Regions from separate parts of the Sus scrofa genome. Here region 2 is linked to region 1. A link is a contact called in public Hi-C data. All regions are on one chromosome and are shown on one strand. Each heading gives the region's core, a stretch centred on a gene start, on an enhancer-like site or on the middle of the called end of the contact. The rest is flanking DNA. Distances are from core to core; before and after follow the strand shown. Region 1 holds the start of TSPYL1 (testis-specific Y-encoded-like protein 1). Region 2 holds the start of DSE (dermatan-sulfate epimerase).

Region 1 (7,621 bases), core at 2,901-5,400:
TCGTCATTCAATAAATATCTGGTGACAACCATCTGCAAAACATTATGCTAAGTGCACTAAAGAAAAGTAAAAGACATCCCATCTCTGCTTTCACAAAGCTTTCAAACTAGAAAGAAAGGGAGAGTGAAAAACATGTGAGAGTTTCTCTCTGTATTTTATTTTACTGTATCACTGTGTCTTTTTCTCCAATTTTTTAACAACAAAGGGAATGGACTTCTGGTTCTTATCTTCCCAGGGCCTGATGAAATGTCTTAGTATCTGAGAAATTCACCATAATAAATTATTGTATGTTATTTTCTAGATCAGAGGTCCCTACCAAGTACATAAAGAAATATTTCATCTTCCCTAAGAACAGGAAAACTGTAAGGCAGAAAAGTTATCTATGACAGGCCTTAAAGGATCTGACAAAGACAGAAGATGGTGAGGTTTGAAGAAAACAAGTTTCTACCGTTAAGTATGAAGATAGAAAAGTTTATCACGTATAAGAACTGTTTGCTTATTAAATGCACAAAGTGAATTAAAAAAAGAGACTAAATGACCTGAGAATATCATTTATAGAAATAAAAATGGAACCTTTAAGGAAGTAAAGGGGGGAGGATGATGCTGCATGAGCTGTTTTTTTGGGGGGGAGGTGGAGGGGAGTGACATTATGTGTAACCAGTTGCAGTTGTTAACACTTTAAAGCAAAACAGCAGCAGCAATAACCCTCCCCACGTCGGAGGGTACAGTAGCAGTGTTCCTCATTTTCTTACCTTTGGGATAACACCTACTACATCCATTTAAGAACTTTAATAATTCCACAATCTGCTGTCACCTAGAATAATTTTTATGCGCAGGGTGAGGAATAAGAAATCTAGTAGAGTAACATGCTTTTTATTTTACCATCATGCATATAAGGAAAGACAAATATACCAACGATATACCTTCAACCTGACAGAGCCATCTCATAAGTATTTAGACTATTTAGGAAAAGGGACACATCAATTACTAAGTTGCTAACAGGGCAAAGTATCAAGTAAGACAATTAAGCCACACATTTTTAGTGAGTTATTTTTCCATGACAACAGTTTCCAAAGTCCTAAAAATACGACAAGTTTTTCAAATTATATTTCTAAGGATACACTTTTTAACAGAAATAATAAGTTGAAAATCATTAGGCATATTCAGTTAAAGTCTCTATATTGTACAGGAAAATAAGACTGTTATTTTTCCAAATGTTTCCAACTGAAAGCAAAAGGAAGCCTATACAGCTCAATTTTCTCAGCAGAAACCAGGGAAAATAGCAGGATTTTACCATACACAAGTGAAATAAGAGACAAATTATTAATCTTCCTTATAAATTAAGTCAAATGAAAACAAGAGAGAAGAGTACCCAAAGTTATTTTGTGTTTTTTTAAAGAACTCTTCTCTACGCAATTTAACATTCGGGCCCTTCAATTCTCCCATGTTAATCCTGAGAAAAAGATTTCTCCTCCCAATACCAGTGACAAAATTCCCTTGATGGCTCTCAGTCAGTCTTAATTTTTGGCCCAATTTTTTAACCTGGCTCATTTTTACTTGTGTTCTTTGGTTTTCCCTCCTTTGGTACCCATCACAGTCTCCTTAGTTCTTCTATCCATTATGACCTAGATATCACTTTCATTCCATCTGTCTACCTTTAAATATTCTAGGTGTTGTTAAAAGGAGTGGAGAGCAGAGGGAAAGAAGAGCTCTGGCAGTCTATACTACAGACAACCTGTTCCTCGAAATAATGGAAAGAACCAAATTAAACTAAAATACTTCATTTTACAAATTTTTATGAGCTATCACTTCTTTTAAGAGATAGAAGAGCATGGATAAAGTGTACTGCTATCCTGGCACTTAATCATGTTCAGGATGAAAAAGGAGGCACAAAGAGGTACCTAGGTTTCGTGTGAATTCACTAGTTGGGGCTGAGAATGCCTGGTACTTTGAACAGATACCACCCTTACTTCTGCCATAAGGACAGGTCTAGCTTATCATCACAACCCCTTGCCCGACAACAGCAGGGTCCTGGATAATGGGAATAAAGGGAAGAGAGGAGGTGAGGAATAGAGGTCTTTTGGGGAGAAGAATGGAAGGGTCTTTTGTGTGCTGGCAATAAACCTGGGTTCATCATCAGTTCTGGAGATTGTTTACCAGAGATGAGAGAGGGGTTGACACTGGTCCAGAAGAGGTTCATCCAGTGCGTGGCAGCCCAGGGCAGAGCCAGTAGCAAGAAGCAATAGGTGGCCAGAGGTGCAAGAGCAATGGAGTCACATAAATCACACAGGCCAAGAGGCCCACTGCTGTTCTCAGTTGATGTCACTAATGCTCAGCAACTGTCCACAGGCTATACATATGCCTGTACTGCAAAGCAAAGTGGGTAGAACAGGCTCCTACCCAAAGCTAGAATTCCAGGCGTAAAAGCCAGATTGGAAGCTGGAGGAACAAACAGGGTCCAAGCAGTGCGGATAAAGACAGTGCATTTTACAGCTTCACTTGCTTGGCTTATGAGTGGTGTAAATCATGGCCACGCAGAATGTGATATCAATGCAAAACTGCATCAAGGCCATGTGGAAGTGGAGAAAGATGGCCATGATGGTCTCAATCTTGAGGTTGAAAGAAAAGACTGTTCAGAAGAAAAAGGCTGCAGAATTGTCAGAGGGGAAAAAAAAGTGGAAGGCATACCCATTTCTGTGCCCAAGCACAGGTCCAGCAAGACGCAAAAGGGGACGCTATGCAGGAGCATTCCCAAAGGCAAAGTTTAACCAGACTGGAATCCAAAAGGCCTAGGGATCTCCACTGGTTCCCTTATTGGGCGACGTCTGACTCTGCGGACTCCTTCACGCAGCAGGTAGTACTGCAGTGGATTTGGCCACAGGTCCTCTTTAATGATCTCAGCAATTCTGTCAGACTCTGGAAGGCTGTGGTCTGAAAACCAGGTGAAGAAATTGCAGACCACCTCTTGGTTCCTGCGAATGAAGGACTGAGGTTCATGACCCCGGCGCCATATGATTGGAGTGGAGAGAGACACCACTCGGCCAGAGGCTCTGACCTCATATTCCTTGACGATCAGCTTGTTTCTAAAGTAGGGGTTTCTTCGAAAGAAGAACTTGAACTTGCAGCCTGTTCGAGGGTGTCTGAGCTCCTTCACCTCCAAGTTGGTTATGTATCGTAACATCTCTGCATCCTGGCCCCTAATCATGGGGGCCAGCTGGGGGTGGTTCCGAAAGGCAGTGACCCAGAAGCCCGGGATGTTCTGAATGATGTAGTTTCTCCGCTCCAGGTAGTGTCGACGCATCCGCCCGAACTTATGCTCTAGTTGCTGAAAAGCCCGGTCAGCCTGAGCGTTCACAGTGTCCAGTTCCAGCTGGATGGCCTCCAGCGGGTTCATGCGGAGATCCAGACGAAGGGGCCGGTAACCGGCTCGCGCCCTCTCCTCCTCTACCACCACCCTATTCTCCACCATTTCTATTTCTTCACCCACTGGCTGTTCCTCCACCTCCATCTGCTGGTCCACTGCCTCCACCGCCTGGGCTCCTTCCTTCCCCGCCACCTCCTCCAGCACTGGGACTGAGGAGGCGGGGCCCTCTTCGGTCTTCACGTCCTCAGCCTTCGCCTCTGCCATCGCCTCGGACCCCAACTTCTCCGCGCCTCCTGCTTCCATGGCTTTCTTCCCCTCAGGACCGTGCAGCTCTCCCCGGCGACCGCCATTTCCCAGGCTGCCGCCCGTTGCCAGAGCCTTGGACGCGGTTTCCAAGCCTCCGCGGGGGGCGGAGCTTGCTCCTGCCCGGCTCCGCAGTCCCCACCGCCTCGGGGCTGGGTAGCACGGGCACAGCTCGGATCTGGGGGAGCAGCCTGGGGTGCGCCCCGCTCCTCTGGAAGCTGGAGCTGTGGCTGCGTGACGGGCGCCAAGCTCTCCTCGCCCGTCTCCGCCATCACCTGTGACGCCTCGGTTTCCTCACGGAGCTTCGGGCACTGGGAAGGGTCCGGGTCTCCGGGGGCACTGGCAGGGGTAGTAAGTCTGTGGGTTGGGGAGCGAGGAGTCTCCTCGACTCCCTCCGGGCCGCTCGTCCCCAGCAACCAGACCAACGGTAGCTAGTCTGTTTTCCTCACAGAAGCTGCATTCGGCGACAACCAGCCGTTGGTGCCGCCCACTCTCTAGTCTCGCGAGCGTCTCTGTGAGGATGACGTCAGGGCTGTGGATCTCACCGTGACGTGAGAATTCGTTCCTGCTGTAGCTTGTTTGGTATCCTGCTCTGCAGGTGTGTTTGCTTAGTTTTAGTCCCATGTTTTTAAATCAGGTGAACTGGTAATTTGACCTGGGTAAATAAATGCAGCTTGGACTCAGAGAAGCAATGAGAACCTTCCCTGCGATGCATCTGTAAACTACCTCTAGCTTGTATTCTAGGGTAATGAATGGTAGGGGTCCCCAGGGCTACATTGCCTGCTGTCGTCTGAAAACATGTTTTTCTGGTTTTCAGTATTTTCTAGGCAAGAAGGTAAATCTATCCCCTGTTACTCCATTATGGCCGGTAGCAAAATCTTCTCATTATTTTTTAACTAAGATGAATAGTTAATTGTTTCCCTTTTCTCAGGTAGAAGTGACATGAAAACATTAATTCTGGCCTCTAATATCACTGGGAGAAAAAGCTCCTGAGCGACTTTTTTACCACGAAAGTGATGCAGATTATTCCTTGCTAGTCCTAACTTTATAATCTGCATCAAAGAAGGGTTTGTCCTACATAATTTCTGCAAGAATTAAGTCAGGATCGTTTTGCTAAATCTTGCTCCATGGCTCCTCACTGGAATAAATAGAAAAGCAATTTCCAGACCCCTAAACTATTAACCACTTAACGAATTTAGTTCTGCAAAGAGATAGGAAAGGTTGGCTCTGATAAAGTATATATTCATGCAATTAGTTTATAGAGTTTCTTTAAGAGGGATATCAGTGCCTTTGGTTGCTTTAGTTTGTTACTTGTGAGGAAAATGGGTGTTAGAGGATTCCAAGGCCTCAAAGAAATGCCCATAGAGTGTCCAACCTCCATCATTTTTTATGACTAAAGGCCAATTAAAATCGGTAAACAGAAAGGTCATAAGTATAAAATAAACTGCAGAATAACAAGTTTCAGTAAGTTGATTCAAGGTGCAACCAAGTCAAATGTTTTTTGTTCTATTTGCTTTGCCCTGTATAGTAGGCTGCCCAAGATGTCCATGTCTAAACCTTCAGAATCTATGAATGTATTATCTTACCTGGCAAAAGGGACTTTATGGGAATTCCTGGGTGGTCTAGTGGTTAGGATTTGGCACTTTGGCTTGAGTTCAGTCCCTTTTCTGGGAACTGAGATCCCACATCAAGCTGCTGCACACTGCAGCTAAAAAAGGGGGTGTAGACTTTGCAGATATGACTAGGTTAAGGAACAGGAGATTGGAAGATTATCTTGGATTTTTCAGGTGGCCCCTGTGTAATTACAATGATCATTATAAAAAGAAAACATATCAGTGTCAGTGTGAAATGTTACGACCAGTGCAAGAAGTGAGGAGAGAGAAAAAGAGGACGAGGTTTGAAGATCGAGGAAGGAACAAGGATCCAAGAAATAAAGGAGGCCTCTAGAAGCTGGAAAGGTAAGGAAATAGTTTCCCATAGAGCCTCCAAAGGAATGCAGCTCTGTCAACACCTTGATTTTATCTAACCTCCAAAACTGGAAGATAATCAATTTGTTTAGTTTTAAACTGTTTGTGGTAGTTTGGATTGAGGGTTTTTATTTTTGGGGTTTTTTTTTTTTTTTTTTTTTTGTTTTTTTTTTTTTTTTTTTTGGTCTTTTTAGGGCTATACCCACAGCATATGGAAGTTCCCAGGCTATGGGTAGAATCAGAGCTACAGCTGCCGGTCTACACCACAGCCACAGCAACACGGGATCTGAGCTACATCTATGATCTACACCACAGCTCACAGCAATGCCAAATCCTTAGCCCACTGATCGAAGCCAGGGATGGAACCCACATCCGTGGATACTAGTTGGGTTCGTTATCACTGAGCCACGACAGGAACTCCCTGAGTTGAGTTTGGTTGCATCTTTGTGTGGCTCAGGTTTTTCCTGGCAGCAGCCCCTTCAGCCTTGCCATTGCTTCCTCTGAGGTCCTGCTCAGCAACTGTGATGTGTCATATTTAGGCTCTCTTTTTGGCTATCAAGTCCAGAAATATACTCAGGCAACACACAGAAAGACAAAATCAAACCAAAACCTGTGATAAAATATGTTTGAAAGACTGTGAACTCTAGGAGGCCAGGGTCATGGTTTTGTTTACCACTGTCTACCTAGTACCTAGTAAACCGATGTGTACTATGTTGCCTAGATGATTAGAATGTTAAATAAAGGAACAGATGCACAGGGTACATTTCTTCTGCCTGCAGATGGCTCTTGCAGAAATAAGGGGCACTCCGCTTGTCATCCTGCTCTCCTCCCCATCTGCCACCAGCAAACCAGAGCACAGCTCTACTGTGTGCAGTAACGACGTCCAAGTCAGAATGAATTTGTATGTATTTATCAAAGCCTCAGAAAGCATAGATAAACTACAGGGAAAGCAGTTTTGTTTTATAAATAATTTACATTTGTGTGGTAACTGACAAACACTGGAAGGACTGTCATATTTAGGAGGTTTACATAGCAAAGCCTCAGACTACCAGCACTGCGTCTCCAGTTCTTCTCTCTTTCTGAGCCAGCCAAGGTAATATTTCAAGCCTTACTTCATTTCTCTCTGCAAGAAATGTATATAGATACTGTAATGCATGGCTGCAATTACTTTTTTATAGACAGGAATGAATGATGGGATTTTCCACAAGGCCCACTTTATGTCTTTTTAAAAATTTTTTGAATTGATTTACAATGTTGTGTTAATTTCTGCTTACAGCAAAGTGACTCAATTATACATCTATGTATATAATTATCATTATTGTCTTTTTAGGGCCATACCCATGGCATGTGGAGGCTCCCAGACTAGGGATAGAATCAGAGTTACAGCTGCTGGCCTAAACCACAGCCACAGCAACATGGGATCTAAGCCATGTCTGCAGCCTACACCGCAGCTCACCGCAATGCCAGATCCTTAACCCACTGAGCGAGGCCAGGAATTGAACCCGCATCCTTATGGATATTAGTCGGATTCGTTTCCACTGCACCACAACGGGAATTCCAAATCGATGATTCTTCGAGAAAGATTTCTCAGGTGGCAAAGATTTTAGCAGAAGTTCAGACATTTTTGTTTTGCAGAAAGATATATTTTATGTTTGTAATTAATGAAGCTTTCATGTATTTACTACTTCTAATGTATCAGTTGCTGTTGTAATCACCATCCCAGTGTACCTTTAGTTCTTGTAAGAACCTTATGCGCTAATGTTATTAGGACCTTCAATTTACTCACTAGGGAAATGAGGCAAAGAGAGACTAAGTCACTCTAAATGAGATACAAAATGATAGACTCATGATTTGAATCCAGGTAGTTTGACTCAAGAGATCATGCTTTTTGAACAAAATGCAAAGTCACTTCATAAAAGCATAAAACTATCCTCAAGTGTTAAATCAATATGCAGTTTTATGCCTTCTTCCCTATTTGCCTATCCAT
Region 2 (7,621 bases), core at 1,510-4,009, 87 kb after region 1:
TTGCACATTCTTTTTTTCTTATTTATTTATTTATTTATTTATTTATTTATTTATTTTTGTCTTTCAGGGGCACACCCGAGGCATATGGAGTTCCCAGGCTAGGGGGCCAATCGGAGCTGTAGCTGGCCTACGCTAGAGCCACAGCAAAGCCAGATCTGAGCTGTGTCTGTGACCTACACCACAGCTCATGGCAATGCCAGATTCTTAACCAACTGAGCAAGGCCAGGGATCGAACCTGCAACCTCATGGTTCCTAGTCGGATTCGTTTCTATTGCACCATGACAGAAACTCCAGAAGAGGTTTTGAAACACTGATGCTTACTTGTCAGCTCTAGAGATTCTACTTTATTGATCTGGTGAGGGGCCCCACTAAAATGTATTTTTATCAAAGCTCCCCTGCTGATTTAATGTTCTAGGTTGGAGAACCACTGAGTTAGATGACTACTTATTGGCAGCTTAAATAAATCAAAACAGAGGTTTTTCTAAGGTCTTTTCAAAATGTGAGAAGATATGTGGAAATTAACAGCTATGGGTTACATATGACAGCTAGGCATTTTCACAGTTAATCTTCTCTAATAAATTAATATATGTCAATCCCTTAGCACAGTATCTAGCATGTAGTAACTCTCTATTTTTGTTGCGTCCTCTCTGTAACTGTCCAAAGGAGGTATTACATCTCCATATTACAGATGAGATAACCAAAGCTCTGAAATTAGTTTTGTAAGACCCCTAGCAATAAGTGGCAAAACCAGATTAAATGAGTTTTAACTTCTAGAGCCCCTTATCTCCTCCACAGACCACCTCTAAAACATCAGTGATTTACCTGAGTGAACATTTAAAATATTTAACAAAACCCTCTTCCTCTTGATCATTTGTAGGGGATCTCTCTTCAGGAGCAATTTCTGAAAAAATGAAGCATAAAAGATGTCCACATTTTTTTTTTTTTCTGATGCGGCCTGAGGGAAATGACTCTGTAGGTCTTGAGAGCCTCTAAGAACTGAAAATAGATGGAGGTAGCCCTTTAGAACCCAAACAATGAACTTTTAAAAAAACTTTTTGTTTTGTTTTGTTTTTTGTATTTTGGTTTTTTTTTTTTTTTTTTTTTTTTTTTTTTTGCTTTTTATGGCCAATTTGCTGCATATGGAATTTCCCAGCCACAGCCACGCCACACACCCAAGCGGCAGCTGTTATCCTTAACCCACTGAGTGGGGTCAGTGATCAAACCCACGTCCTCATGGATGCTAGTCAGGTTCTTAACCCACTGAGCCACAATGGGAACTCCACAAAGCATTTCGCTTTTTTGTTTTTGTTTTTTATTAAAGTGTAGTTGATTTACAGTGTTCCTTCAATTTTTGCTGTACAGCAAAGTGCCCCAGACACTCATACACATCTATTTTTTTTTTTTCATCAGTTTCTTACCCAAGAGAGTAGATACAGTTCCCTGTGCTATACAGCAGGGTCCCATCACCCATCCGTTCTAAATGAAACAGTCTGATCCGCCAACCCCAAACTCCCCATCAACACCCCATCCCCACCCCCGGCAAACACAAGTCTGCCCTCCATGTCCATGATCTGTTTCTGTTTTGTAGATAGGTCATTTATCCATATTATAGACTCCACATATCAGTGATATCATATGTGTTTGTCCTTCTCTTTCTGACTTACTTCATTTATATGAGAGTCTCTAGTTCCATCCATGTTGCTGCAAATGGCATTATTTTGTCCCTTTTTGTGGTTGCGTAGTATTCCATTGTATGTATGTACCACTTTTTCATCCATTCATCTGTTGATGGATGTTTAGGATGTTTGGATGTCTTGGCTATTGTGAATAGTGCTGCAGTGATACATACGGATCGCATGTATCTTTTTCATTGAAGTTTTGTCCAGATATATGCCCAGGGGTAGGATTGCTGGGTCATATAGTAGTTACTATATTTAGTTTTCTGAGGGACCGCCATACTGTTTTCCATAGTGGCTGTACCAAATCACAGCACTTCCAAGCAGAGGGAGAAAAGCAGTGCTAGCAGGTAAAACATCTCCAGTGCTAATGAATGGCTAAACATCTGTCCTGCACCATCTAGCTCTGGTAGCTTATTACATGCTAACACTGAGGGAGATGAAGTTATTAGCCCCAGGTGATGGCCCTGGGCTCACCTGACACTTTTCTGAGGCCAGGCTGGACCAGGCTGTGTGCAATGGCTGTTTTAAGATAATGGAAGACCCTTCTCCAAACGGGCTGTGACTGAGGTTGCAGATCCTCTACTTGAAGAACTCAGCTGGATGGAGGGTGTTTCATCCGCCCAGGCCTAGGGAATAAGGTAAATTAAATTTCCTCTTGGGAGCGTCATATAATTCATTCAGTTTGCAGGGTTCATTGCTTTTGGATTTAGAGTAGTTTGTTACCACCGCGGCTAGTTAAGGCGAGAACTGCTTCTAAATAGGTGATTTCCTCCCTTCTTTCTGAGAAGAGCGTAAAATCAAAATCGGTAGAAACGGAGTAACAATTTTGGAAAAGGCGAGGGGAGTGGGCAACAGCCCGGGTAGAAAAGATCTCAACGCTTTCCTCTCCCCGAACTGTCCGGATGCATCGCTCCTCCCCTCGGGCCTCCAAAATGTTCTTCAGTTGGGGCGATTCTAGAATCGAACCCGAAGCCTTTGGGATCTTTAGAAACTAGAGCAAGTGAGCAAATCTGAGTCAGAGAGGCCTGGCAGGGTAGGGGTGCGTGGAGTCAGGGCCGGGAGGAGGGGAAGGCCGAGCGTTGCGAGTCCGGGGCGAGGAGGAGGGGGAGAAAGAGGGGCGGGCCGGAGGTCGGGGTCCCACAGCGGGCGGGGTCCCAGTTCCCCCTTCCCCATCCTCGCCTCCCCGGGCTCTGGTGACGTTGCGGTTCCCTCCTCCTTCCAGCAGAGCCTCAGCGCCCGCCGAGTCCCGCCCTCCTCCCCCTTCGCCCACACCCCACCCGCCCGCGCCTGCCCGGCTCGCAGTAGCGCCGCCCGAGGCTGCAGCGGCGCATCCCGTGGCGCTGCGCCCACCCGCACCCATGGCGCGGCGGGTGCGCCGAGGGTTCGGCTCAGAGGGCGCCGGGGACCCGGGAGCCCTGGAGTGAAGGAGGCTGGGGAGGGGTTCCAGAGCCTGGGCCCAGGCTGGAGAGGCGACGCCCGAGAGGACGAAGCCGCGGCGGGGAGCAGTAAGTGGAGCGGCGCACGAGTGGTAGGCAGGGGCGCGCGGCGGGCGCCGCAGTGGGCCCCGCGCGGCGCAACTTGGCAACTTTCTTCCGGAGTCTCGGGTGGGTCGCGGGCCGGGGTGGCCCGGCGCGGGCGAGAGGCAGGCGGAGCCACGTCCCCGACCAGGCGCGGAGCGCCGCGGGCTGGGCGCCCGAGTCCAGCTCGGCTGGGCTCCTGGAGGGCGCGCGAGGCGTGAAGCCAGAGCCGTGGGTTTCCCCGGCGGCCAGGCGGCTTTTCGTCCCTTCCCACCCCTCGAGCGCCTAGCGCAGAGCCAGGCGCACCGGCAGAACCGGGACATCACCTTCAGTGGGTCGGCTTCGGCCGGCCCAGCCGAGATTTCCCGGGCGGCCGGCGGGGCTTCGGTTTCCCTCTGCCCGGTAAGGTGGCACAGCTCTGCGCCCTCCTTTCCCTGCGCTCCCTGCTAATCGGGGTGGCAGTGGTCGTGTGTGGCGATCTAGGCGCTGGCAGCCCGCCTCTGTGACTGCGGAAGCCGGGGAAGAAAGTCCCGAGCCGCCCCCAGACGCTGGATTCCAGAGCCGCCGGGCTCCGGCGACACTTGGAGAATTTGTTGGTAAAATCTCACTCCCAGGCAGCTCCTGGTGGTGGAGTCGAGGGGCTGGGCGGACGAGGGGGGTGGGGGTGGGGGCTTGACTCACAGGCTGGGAAGCTCTGTGAGACCTGCCACATGGGCTCAAGATCTGTCACGGCTGCAATCTGAGCTAAGTTTGTGACCGGAGAACTTTCTCATTTTCATCGCTCATTGGAGGCATCAGCCTCCGCTAGGACTTGCTGGCATTTCAGGCTGAAACCGAATCCATGGCTTGAAACTAGGAGGTGAACCTCATTTACCTGGAATTCCTTAGAGCAGGAAATTACACTTTTAGTTTCTATGGTTCTCCATGTGATAAAGTTCTTTTAAATAGTTGTTTCGTTAGTCATGGACTACAGAGTCATGGTTTAATTAGTATTACATTAAATTGAAGAATGGCCGTTCTCACTGAGAAACAGTTTGAAAATAGTTTTTTTTTTTTTTCCTCCGGTATTTTATTTTTCACCTTATAGAACGTAACCTTTCAGGAATTTACTTTTCTTCAGTTTTTTTTGAAAAATTTCTCAATAGGAGTTCCCATCGTGGCTCAGAGGTTAACGAATCCGACTAGGAACCATGAGGTTGAGGATTCGATCCCTGCCTTCCTCAATGGGTTAAGGATCCGGCGTTGCCATGAGTTGTCGTGTAGGTTGCAGAGGCGGCTTGGATCCTGCGTTGCTGTGGCTCTGGGGTAGGCTGGCAGCTACAGCTCCGATTGGACCCCTAGCCTGGGAACCTCCATATGCTGCAGGAGTGGCCCTAGAAAAGGAAAACAAACAAACAAACAAACAAAAAAACCACAGTAAATGATGACCTCTATGAAATAAAATGTGATATACAATATTTTATAGAATATTCAGACAGTACTTCTAAAATGAGATCCCAAAAATGTTTGTAATGTGCATGGGAGAAATAAGATACAGGATTATTAGAGTATTTGTGTATCATATGCTACTTTTTTTTGATAATGTCCCCATATGGAGATATGGGCTCCTTTTATGATGTAGGTAAGATGTGTTCCAGTAAAAATGGAGAAGAGAAAATACTGAATTTGATGCCTCCATCATCTAGTGACCCTTCTCTGTGGGTTCAGCAAAAGGTGCAAGACAGTGCTAGCTGCTAAGGAGACACACAGAGGGGTTTAACTGCTCTTGCTCTCCGGAAGCTATTAATGTACAAAGGGAGAAACCATAAATTAGCAACACCTGGGAGTTTGAGCTTGGGCAGCTCCTTTTTCTGCGATTGATGTACTATGTCCCTATCAGTTTCATCAAGTTTTCCTTAAATACAGTGGCCTGCATGGTACATTTAAATATTGATAGTACAGTTACCAAGTAAGATGGGATTCTTGAAAAAAGAAAAAAGAACTTAGATAAAGAGGGAAATTTGCAGCAGAACACAGTATAGACCTTTGTCACCGTGGGGATTATTAGGACCTTCGTGGTCCTGCCGGGTAGAATCTGTTTGGAATTCCTCCCTCTGAGATTAGGGGACTGGCTATTTATTACAAGACACTAGGTAAAAAGTTAGGTTTGCCACATTAGGGCAGAACCATCCTAGTGCCTCATGTTTGTGTGTGCATCTGCTTTAGTGTTTATAAAATTAGTCTGCAAATTAGCTATTGACAGGTTTTCAGTGAGATTTGTTGTCCAGTCCAATATCCTTGAGAGGGCCTAGTGATCATCCAGGAGGTAAAATTCTTAACTTCACTGATGTTGCCTCCTCCTTCCCAATACCTCAATCTAAAGATGTTCTTTTAGTTTCTGAAATAGTGTTTAAAGACCATAGATGAAAAGGCATTCTGCAACTCAACAATAAAATCTTTTGTTTATACATTTCTTAATCTACTATTTTTGTAGTAGAATATTCTGGTACTTATTTCTGTTTGGCTTGGATTACACTGTGTTGCATAAAAGGAATTACATGATTTCTACTCAATATTATGATTTTAGCAAATGATGGGAGAGCAATAAAGATACAATGTTTAAATTGGGGTTTTAATATATCAGTAACTTCAGTAAAGAAATTGGTAGAAAACTAGCATTTTGTAGTTGCAGTATGTATTAAAAATTACTTAATCATTAGCATGTTTGAGTCCTAAATACAGTAAATATTCTTATTCTTTTTCACCCTCCTCCCCCATTAAAAAAAAGGAAGAGATACTGTTAATGTCCTGGGAAGTGTTTGTGGCAGGTCTTGGGGAAATTGAAAACCTCTGATAGAGGGAAGTTTATCATGATAGTGGATACTTTTATTCCATTTATTGAGACGGGCTGGATCTTTACTGCTATGAAGGCATGGGTAGGGCAGAGAGTCCATGCCCCAAAACGCTGGATACAGTTGCTGAAAAATGCATCCAATCAGAGGACAGACCAGTTCTTATTACTGTATTACATACCTTAGAATTTTCTCATTTTGGAATTAACATTATCTTCCCCTACAGTGGTTTGTAGAATAAAACTCTTTGGGGGTCACCAGATTACCAGTAGCTATTTTTTTGTTGGTTTGGGGTTTTTTGCTTTCTTTAGGGCTGCACCTGCAGCATATGGAAGTTCCTAACCAGGGGTCGAATCAGAGATACAGTTGCTGTCCTACACCACAGCTACACCAGATCCAAGCCGCGCCTTTGACCTACACCTCCGCTCACAGCAACGCCCAGATCCTTAACCCACTGAACAGGGCCAGGGATCAAACCTGCATCCTCATGAATCCTAGTCGAGTTCATTAACCACTGAGCTGCAAAGGGAACTCCACCAGTAGCTATTTGGATGACACAATGCAATCCTCTAAACCTAGAGTCAGTGCCCCACATGGCATTTAGGCCAGTGCATAAGCCCAGAGTACCAAAAAGAGAAGTTATTTTCCAGTGAAATTCATATGGTGAATTAAGGACAGAATGGGAAGTCGAGATTAAAGCCCTAGATTCCAGAGGCACTGATGCTAATAGTTTGCTATTTGCTGATAGCAATAATTAGAAATGGATGAATTTCAGAAAGTCTTGTCAACACTAAAGCCAAACTCTAATAGCAAATTCTTTTTTAAAAATTAAACGTTGAATCATGTGTATAATATTTTAATTAATTTTTCTTTAAAGAAAATCTTTCCATATATGTTAGTAAATAAATGCAGTCCTAGGTTCTGACCCATCTAACTTTAGTGTTTCACAGCTTCTAGTTACATATGAAAAAGTGGTTTGGTTAGGGGATGGTGGAGAGAGATTGCAGGAAAGAATCATACTAGAAAGAAAAGTAGAAAGTGTTGGGTTGGAATAAAGAGGGGCCATTAGGAAACTCTTGCTTATGAATTCGTATGCATTTAGACAGCTGAAGGAAGGAGTCTTAGCTCATACAGCTACATGAACGCTTGCATTTTAAAACTGCCTAGTAATTTAACATTCTTTTTCAAATAATTCTAATATTTTGATATTTTAGCCTAGGAAATGGAGAGTGATATGGAGCAGGTGTCTTATACTCATTTTAGGGGTATAGAAATGGAAATACTGTGAAGGTAAGAGAAAACTTGTCTATCATTTACAAATAATTAGTGCCTACCTTATGTATGAGGTGAACCTAAATAGCATATTTAATTCTACTCTGCTCCATTCATGTTGTTAAAGATGCCCACATTTCATTTTCCTACAGATCTAATTTATTATCCCTTTTACTACTCATTACGGCCCATGAACTGTCAGCTGCCTGGAATGTTTATGTGCTTCCCAGGCTTCTGTAAATGGACTGTTGTACAGACCAAAGCTACCACCTCCCACTCTGCCTGTCTCTTCTCATCCTCATCAGGATTCCATCATGAGGCC

Evidence for each region. Hi-C and Micro-C count contacts between places; a contact is called where the count stands out from the background.
Region 2: a Hi-C map of embryonic fibroblasts shows a contact between it and region 1, with 4 times the contacts expected there. The contact joins the promoter of DSE here to the promoter of TSPYL1 in region 1. A contact is called at or near these places in 8 of 47 Hi-C or Micro-C datasets (brain, embryonic fibroblasts, epiblast stem cells and 3 more) and 1 of 2 datasets of contacts at active chromatin or transcription factors (alveolar macrophages).

Annotation. Positions count from the first base shown.
Region 1 is chr1:81,905,311-81,912,931 of Sscrofa11.1, forward strand. TSPYL1 (testis-specific Y-encoded-like protein 1) reads right to left here and starts at 4,151. Exons shown (of 2, transcript XM_003121374.4): 1 at 3,768-4,151; 2 at 858-3,765. The coding sequence starts at 3,939. The coding sequence ends at 2,765.
Region 2 is chr1:81,994,135-82,001,755 of Sscrofa11.1, forward strand. DSE (dermatan-sulfate epimerase) reads left to right here and starts at 2,760. Exons shown (of 6, transcript XM_005659399.3): 1 at 2,760-3,184.